2 separate regions of the Capsicum annuum genome follow, and region 2 is linked to region 1. Evidence: chromatin contacts called from public Hi-C data. All regions are on one chromosome and are shown on one strand. Each heading gives the region's core, a stretch centred on a gene start, on an enhancer-like site or on the middle of the called end of the contact. The rest is flanking DNA. Distances are from core to core; before and after follow the strand shown.

What was found. Hi-C and Micro-C count contacts between places; a contact is called where the count stands out from the background.
Region 2: a Hi-C map of leaf shows a contact between it and region 1, with 2.5 times the contacts expected there. The contact joins the enhancer-like site here to the promoter of LOC107853078 in region 1. A contact is called at or near these places in 4 of 5 Hi-C or Micro-C datasets (bud, leaf and placenta).

The regions. Positions count from the first base shown.
Region 1 is chr1:254,858,089-254,862,405 of UCD10Xv1.1, forward strand. It overlaps LOC107853078 (2-keto-3-deoxy-L-rhamnonate aldolase), which reads left to right and starts at 2,197. Exons shown (of 1, transcript XM_047402606.1): 1 at 2,197-3,985. The coding sequence starts at 2,692. The coding sequence ends at 3,735. It overlaps LOC107853079 (serine/threonine-protein kinase OSR1), which reads left to right. Exons shown (of 21, transcript XR_007049362.1): 20 at 1,515-1,606; 21 at 1,726-1,968.
Region 2 is chr1:254,979,926-254,984,242 of UCD10Xv1.1, forward strand. LOC107851847 (protein FLX-like 2) reads right to left here. Exons shown (of 5, transcript XM_016696948.2): 3 at 3,868-4,013; 4 at 3,665-3,756; 5 at 2,037-2,618. The coding sequence ends at 2,217. Among protein-coding and RNA genes, the nearest start is that of LOC107851847, 14 kb to the right of the region's middle. Within about 2 kb of position 2,491, at least 2 of the 5 cell types and tissues checked have an H3K27ac peak or open chromatin away from gene starts, as enhancers often do. A contact at or near this core is called in leaf, where this site is marked.

The DNA of each region.
Region 1 (4,317 bases), core at 947-3,446:
AATAAATTCGGTTTGGTTCGGTTTTTACAAATTCGGTTCGGTTATTTCGGATTTTTATTTCGGTTTGAAATATTAAAGTAGTTAGCCTTTTTTTTTTCATAACTGAGCATTTAGAATTGATGGGCTTTTTTAGAAAAATTATTTTTTTCAAACCTGTTTTTCATTCCCAAATATAAATAACTATAAATAAATGAAACGAAATGAAATTATCATAAGCTTAACATAATACATAACGTCATTAATCATTACATATAATATAACTTTGCATAAATAATCTACAAAACAACACAAAACTCATAAAAATAGTTCATGAAACAACATACTTTCTGCATAAATAGTTCATAAAATAGTCCAAAGTCACCAAAATAGTCCATAAGATATTTGAGTCACTAAAACAATCCATATAATATTATATATATATATATATATAATAAAATATATATATTATTTATTTACTTATAAAATTTCGGTTTTTCGGTTTAACCGGATTTTTTTTAAAAAACCGAAAACCGAACCGAAAAATCGAAATTTTAAAATTACAAACCGAATCCGATCCGAAAAACCGAAAAATCAAAACCAAAATTAAATTTCGGTTTGATTTTTTGGTTTTTTCGGTTTAAACCAAAATATGCCCACCCCTAGTGGACTCAGATTACTTTGCCGTCATGCTTCTACAGACCTTTGCTTAAAACCATCTTACCTCAATTGTGCAGGATGAGTAGCTTGACAGATGAATTAACTAATGAAAAGCTTAAATATATGCAGGTGAATACCTATTCGATTTCTTTTATGCTAATATATCTGTTTCCAACATAATTTAATTCATGGAAAATAAACTTCAATCACAAATAAAAATATGAAAAAACAATAGTTTTATTGATAAACGATGTGGGTACAAATCTGTTCCTCCCTTGATTCTTCTCTCTTGATTTTCTTCGTAATTCGAGGTTCGTCAATAGCATATTTCTCGAATGTATGAAGATTTGGATATGAATTTCTCCGTAATTCAAGGGCCGTTAGTGGCGTATTTTTCGAACGGAGGAACATTTGGATTTGATCTCCATGAAAGAAGAGTTTATCTTCTTGATGTATTTGATTATCAAGAAGAGAGAGTTTTGATCTTTATGAATATCTCATGAATTTATTGGGACTTTTCAGATCTTTGATCTCTTTGTAAATATCTCGTGAATTTGTGGGATACTAAGGATATTTGGCCCCTTTATATCGGCGTAATTTAGGTTTTAGGTTGAGTAGCCATCAAGCTAGATTTAGGGTGAACTTTAACCAAAATTGAAAGTCCACAAAATTTCAATGTATAGAATATCATCTAACTTTTCGAGTGCATTCAAAAGATTGAAATAAACTACAAGAAGTAAATTCCATCACGGTTTGGATTTCCAATTGCTTCCTCTCTCCACAAACCTCCAAATAAAAAGTTGAATGAAAAATTTCTTCACAGTATCTTATTTGCGGTTGTCATTTCATAACATGATTTTCTACTGCTGCCATACCAGTTGCAACAGCGGCTAAATTCCATGTCGTCAAGTCAGGGGGAAGATTGGGACAGGAGAGAATCGTAATCTTGATGCTGAAAGATCACTTTGAAGTATAAACAACATGTACATTCAGGTTTCCGTTTGATGTTTACTGCTGCCAGAGTTTTGACTTCTTTTATCCAAGTTGAACGCGTAATTCAGACACATTTTTTTTTTTTTGGTTGTGTAGATCGAGTTATATATAGGACGGAGCAGAGTTCACTATTCGTGTGGCCGGAAAAAACTCATCGATGAATAGAAGCTCAATGTGGAGTAATCCAGCTCCAATGGATGAATACACAAAATCATTAGTTTGTATAGCATTTCTTTATTTATTTGGCAAGTGCTAGCTGAAATCCATGTCTCCAGTACCAGAGGTTTATTTTCTTCATTACTTACATAAAATCGTAATTACAAAAATCTCTTTTTTTACCGTTTCTCTACATAACTCAATATTCCAATTCCTACGCTTAATGCTTGCACAAAATCCAGGAACTTCAATCAAGTTCAAATTTACACACGTTTGCTCAACGTTAACTTTCAACTTACTAACAAACTCCATTAACATTCTTCTTCAATTTTATTTTGGAGGTTAGTAAAATTTTTCAATTTTTTCAACTTTACTAAATCAAAAAAGGGCCATTGGTACAAGTTAAAAAAAGGTCGTCGGTGAATTTTTAAGTAAGAAAAAAAAAAAGAAGATACATTACAACCTCGTCTTTCTAAGATACAGTGTTTTATGTCTGAATTTGTTTATTTTTTACAATTTTCGTGAAATCATCCATTATAAAGAATTTTTTTTTTTTTTAATCTTCGATGATATTTCATTACCGATGACATGACCCTAGATAGAAAGTTATGGAGAAGGCGGATTAGGGTAGAAAGTTATTATGAGTTCAGGTTGTGATATCTTTTGTTGTATTACTTGGTGTATTTAAGAATATACTGGATATGTTGTTGTTGATGATGGTGATATTTTATTATTTTAATAAAGGCCAATTTAAAATTTCACTTTTATAAGATATTATATCAAAAGAATTTTAAGACTAGGTGATTGTTAGTTTTAGCATACAATTTGAACTCAACTAGTAAAGTAGGTCTACTATACTATATATATCCTATTCAGATCAATCAACCCAACACTTTTGACACCAAAATGTCAACCATGCCAACTCTTTCTTCCCTTTCTTCTTCTTCATCTCTTTTAACTCTTCGTAGATCCTTAACTTCCACTTTCCCAAATTACCCTTCCTCCCATCCATTATTCCCCAAATTCCCAAAACCCTTAACCCTAAAAACCCTAATCCCCAATTTCAAATTCTCCTCCGCCGTCACCACCACCGCCGCCGCCGCCACCAAAACCCCCAAATCCCTCAAAACTCGGCTCAAAAATAACGAAACTCTCTACGGCATCTTCCTCCTCAGCTTCTCCCCTACCATCGCCGAAATCGCCGGACTTTCCGGGTACGATTTCGCCGTTGTTGATATGGAGCACGGCCCCGGAGGTATCTCCGATGCATTAAATTGTCTACGCGCATTAGCGGTTAGTGGTACTCCAGCAATTCTACGTGTTCCGGAATCTTCCGAACCTTGGGCTAAGAAAGCACTCGATCTCGGCCCGGATGGGATTATGTTTCCAATGATAGACAGCCCGAAATCAGCCCGAAAAGCGGTGTCATACTGTCGCTTCCCGCCTAATGGAATACGAGGATCAGCTCATACAGTTGTTCGAGCTTCGGGGTATGGAATTGATGAAGGGTATTTGAGTAATTACGCCGATGAGCTATTGATAATGTGTCAAGTGGAGAGCGTTGAAGGGGTGAAGAAGATTGAAGAAATCGCGGAAGTTGAAGGGCTTGATTGTATTCAAATGGGACCATTGGATTTGAGTGCGAGTTTAGGGTATTTATGGGATCCAGGGAATAAGAAGGTCAGGGAGATGATGAATGTAGCTGAAAAGGGAGTGTTGAAGAAGAAACCAAACAACGGCGGGGCGTATTTATCTGGATTTGCAATGCCACATGATAGTCCTGAGAATTTGAAATCGAGAGGGTATCATATGGTTTCGGGAGCAGTTGATGTTGCGATGTTTAGGAATGCGGCCGTGGAGGACGTGAAGAAGTTCAAAAAGTGTTTGGTTGAAGGAGCTGACGATCAGAAAGATGATAAAGATGGTGATGAGAAGTACTGGAGTGAGTAAAATTCGAACTTTGTTAGATTTCGTGGTAGATTTTCGAAGTGTTTTGTTATGCTTTTTGTTGATTATGAGTCTTGTGATTAGTGTCAAAGTTTCGAATTTGAGTAAAAATTCGAACTTTGTTAGATTTCGTGGTAGATTTTCTAAGTGTTTTGTTATGCTTTTTGTTGATTATGAGTCTTGTGATTAGTGTCAAAGTTTTGAATTTGAGCTACTTATGCAATAGAGCCTTTTTTCTTCGTTTTGAGCAAAACTTTGATTGATTGTTTAGCTGATTTTTCGTTGTTAGTTGCTATATTTTCTTCACTGTTTCTGTCTTCTTTGTACGTGGATTTGCTGCACTTGAGCCAAGTTTCTTAGTGGTAAGGTATGCGTACACTATACCCTCTCCAGACCTCACTTGTGGGATTTCACTGAGTATGTTGTATTAATTGTTGAAAATTGAAATCAGATGACTTGTTAGGTAGTCTAATTCTAGGTCCTCGTTGGAGAATTTTCGGTATGTTGATCAGTCTCAGCATGATAGGTTGCATCTTTTTTATACTAATGTATATTACTTTAGAAGAAGGGGAGCCTTGGAGTAAC
Region 2 (4,317 bases), core at 1,241-3,740, 120 kb after region 1:
CCAAATTTTATATTTTACCTTATGTTGAATTAACTTCATCATTTTTTTCTCAATTAAACTTATATTGGCTAACCCATTTTTCATTATGATTTTCTCAATTAAACTTATATTGATTAACACATTTATTAAAAAAAAAAAAAAACTATGGCATTCAAAGTAATATACTAAATATTTAATAGTACAAATTGTTGTATGATAATCAATAAAGTTAACTTATAACAAAGATAAAATTTAATTTAAATAACTAAAAGACTTTATTCAACAAAATATGTTTGTAGATGAAATTGAAAAGTAAACATTTTTTTAAACTTTAATAACATGTTTTTCCTTAAAAATACATGTAAATACATGTTAAAAAGAGATGCATTTTTTCTTAATTTAGTTTATTTTTTAAAGAAATCTGTATTAATATTTCTTAAACATGTATGAAGCTTTAATATTTTATGGTTAAATTAATTATTTTGTGCTAAATTATACAAAATATATATTATTCCATTTTTGTTATAAAATTCATTATCAAAAAAAGTGTAAAAGAATCACTCCCATTTTTCATTATTTAGTATCATTGATATTTAAAGGGTTAAATTGCATTTTTTTAAAATTAACTTTTCAAACATTTTTAGCTACTAGTTTAGGTGTACGCGCCTTGTGCTATACCTTACTTTAATGAATTCAAACATTACATTAAATAGGATATTTGTCTTAATAATACTAAAGATAATATAATATAATAATTAAATTTAATATTTTTTGAGTATGTAAAGATGGAGAATTTATTTATAAAACCTAATCTTTACCAAAAATATTTTTAAAAGTCGATCGACATTCATCTACCAGCTGTAAGTTGCAATAAAAAAATACAATGATAGAGACATCAAAATAATACAACTAAATCTAATCTTTACACAAAAAATTTTCAAAGTGGTCCGACACTCATCTACCACCTGTAAACAATAACAAAATAATACGATAATAAAGATATCAAAATAATTCAACTAAACCTAACCTTTACATAAGAAAATTCCTCAAAATCAACCAACATTTATCTATCACCTGTAAACTGCAACAAAATAATACGATAAAAGTGATATCAAAACAATTCAATTAAACTTAAATTTTACACACAAAAAATTCTCAAACCCGATCGAGATTCATCTACGAACTGTAAACTACCACAAAATAACAAACTAATAGAGATATTACGACAACACAATTAAACCTAACCTTTACCTAAAAAAAAATTTCAAAGCCGACCCACATTCATCTAGCATCTGTAATTTAAATAAAACAATAAGATAATAAAGATATCAAAACAAAACAATTAAACCTAACCTTTACACAAAAATACTTCAAAGTCAATCAACATTCATCTACGAACTGTAAACTATAAAAAAAAATATAATAGTGATCATAAAGTTTCGATTTTGATCCAATTAATTTTTGTCTGGGCGAAAATTTTGACCATAAAGAATGATCACTATTATATATATATACATACATACATGTTGAATTCTATTATGCTGACAAAAATAGTGAAGAAGTTGAGGGTTTAAAAATCAATCATCTACTAATCTAGACATGCAATAAAATAAAGTTAGATGAGCATCAATCATATTCTCCCAATAGACAAATCGATTTGTTCTCTAGATTAACGTACATTTCAATATTTATAGGAGTATTTTTTTAATTTAACAATAGAAAAAAAAAATATTAATTAATTCTCCTACCATATATTTTAGAAAAATAGTGAAAAGACAATTTTAACTAAAAAAGAGTTTTTTTAATAAAGGGTAAAAAATTCTTTCGAAGGGTGTTCAAATCACTTTTGGATCGATTTTGAATTTAATTGTTGAAATAATTTTTTGTGGTCTCTCACTTTTGTAGCAATTAATAAGCAGAACTCCGATGTCATTCAATCCAAGACACCGTATGCATAAGAAAAGATTGCTTCCATTTTCGATGTTAGCTTGAAGGGGCTCTCTCTCACAATCAACAATCAGCAGCTTCTATGAATATTTAAAAAAAAAAAAAAAAAGTAAACCAACCTCAATTTAGATATTTCTAAATGTGAAACATCAAATATAGTTAACTTGAACCAGTTCATCAATCAACGAGCAAGATTTCCTTCTTTAACATTAACCAGTGAATAGATTTTTAAGGAGACTTGTAATAGTGAAAATATTCCTCAAGAAATAACACAAAAATAGAGCTGAAAATCATCTGCGAGCTGGATTTCCTCCACCTTGTTTCGACGCATCATATCCAGGACCAACAAGACCAGGTGAGGTAGATGGCCCATGAGGATTTCCTGTAGGTGCTACCTGTCCTTGAGTTGCAACACCACCTTTGGATGATCCGTCATAGCCAGATCCTCTCTGAGCAGGTGCCCCATATCCATCTCTGTAAGCTTCATAACACCCAGTTCCCCTCATTGTATCATATCCATGCCCCCTTTGAGCTTCATAAGCTGCTAAACCAGGAACGCCTGATCCCCTTTGTCCCCCTTGTCCATCATAAGGAGGCCTGTTTGACGGGGGCACACATTGAGCTCCAACTTGTGGAGATGTAACTGCAGGAACTCCTCCAACATTAGTCCCTGTTGCCAGGGAGCCTCTGCCCTGCCATGTAAAGTGTAGAGATACGGTCAGCTTTTGGCATTCGCAATAAATAATAATAAAGAACATTTTCACACGAGACACTGTTCCGATGAAACAAGAACCTATATTAGTCAATACATAATAAAATCTTCTAAATTGTTGTTTCTTCGACCTGACAAATAAGCAACACATAAAATCTTTTAAAATTTGCGAAATTACACAAATTGAAAATTTGAAACTTTTGGTCTTCTAAATATTAGGACTTAATATATATTTCAAATAAGGAAGAGATTTATAACGAAAGGTTTAGTTGATTTCAAATTCCTAAAGATTAGAAAATTATTATATTAGAATTCTGCTATTGGACTTCAAGAATTGAACTATACATCTCAACTCAGAAAAATAAGTTGGGCATCAGCAAGTTTCAAGTTACACTATTTTGTTAAGAGGTAGTTCTAGATGATAGCAAACAAAGGAGCTATTGCAGCGATTCTGGCTTATTCATTTTAAAGGCTTAGCAGGGTTTCAAGAACAGTCCGAGTGCTTTTATGAAAATTTTCCTTTCTACTCTGCATCAATCAAATTTAGATGGCTAGCTTGACAACCAAATAAAGTAGTTGATTAGGAGTTATAAATGTTCAAATGGAAAAGGAAATTCAAATCTAAAATATCCATGAGTGATGAATCTACAGCAATTATATAGGCACTTACCAGAAAGAGTTGCTAATGTTAGAGAAAAGGGTCACCCCGGATTTAAGAGTCAAAATCCACGTAGGTAAACTAATTATTAAGATTTTCAATTCATATTTATTACCCTTGTTTGTTTGTTTTTTTCCCCTGTTCTCACATTCTTTGTATCTTCAGACTAGATAGTTTTGCTCAAAAACAGAACACAAAGTTTACATGCATAGTACCAATATCCACCAGCTCAATTCCGGCGAACATAATTTAGAGAACTTGAAGCATAAGAAGATAGCATTTAAAACCACATAACAGCATTTCAACTTCCTCAATTCAGAGGGAACCATTGTAGAACTAACGGATACATGAGAATAACAGATTAAAACCTGATAATAGACATCTGCATAGATGTTTTGTCCAATAGCATAATTATTAGTGGCATCATTCTCATTGTATCCAGCTGAACCATATGGCGCACCTGTATATACATTACAATTAATGTAACTATTAAATTCTTCTACAACTACAACGGCCAGTACAACTATCCAAAAAAAAAAAGAAGAGAGAAGTGATTAAGCAGATGTGCTACCTGTTTGTCTGTCAGAGTTAGAAGTGTTTGCTAACTCTGCCCTAAGTTTTTCCACCTCTCTGGACATAGTCATGTAGTTCTTCTCCATAACTTGAAGAGATTCAAGATGATCACTGTACAATTTTCTCTCGTACTCATAGGTAGTCCTGTCAATCGAATGACGGAAACCAAAACATCTCTCGATCAAACAAGAAGTTAGCATTCATTGAAAAGCATTATCAAACATTACTACTTCTCCCCTCTCTAATGCTAGCATACGATAAGCTATGTGTATGACATCCTTGAAGTGTCTCCCAAATGATTTAACCTCAAATACCCACTACAAATCTAAAATGAACTAGCCCGCCCGCACACTGAGTTAAATCCTTTAATCACATTCGTGAAGTGACTACTACACTGAGATTTGCGCAGTTCCTCCACATATCCATTTGATTCTACAGATACTCACCT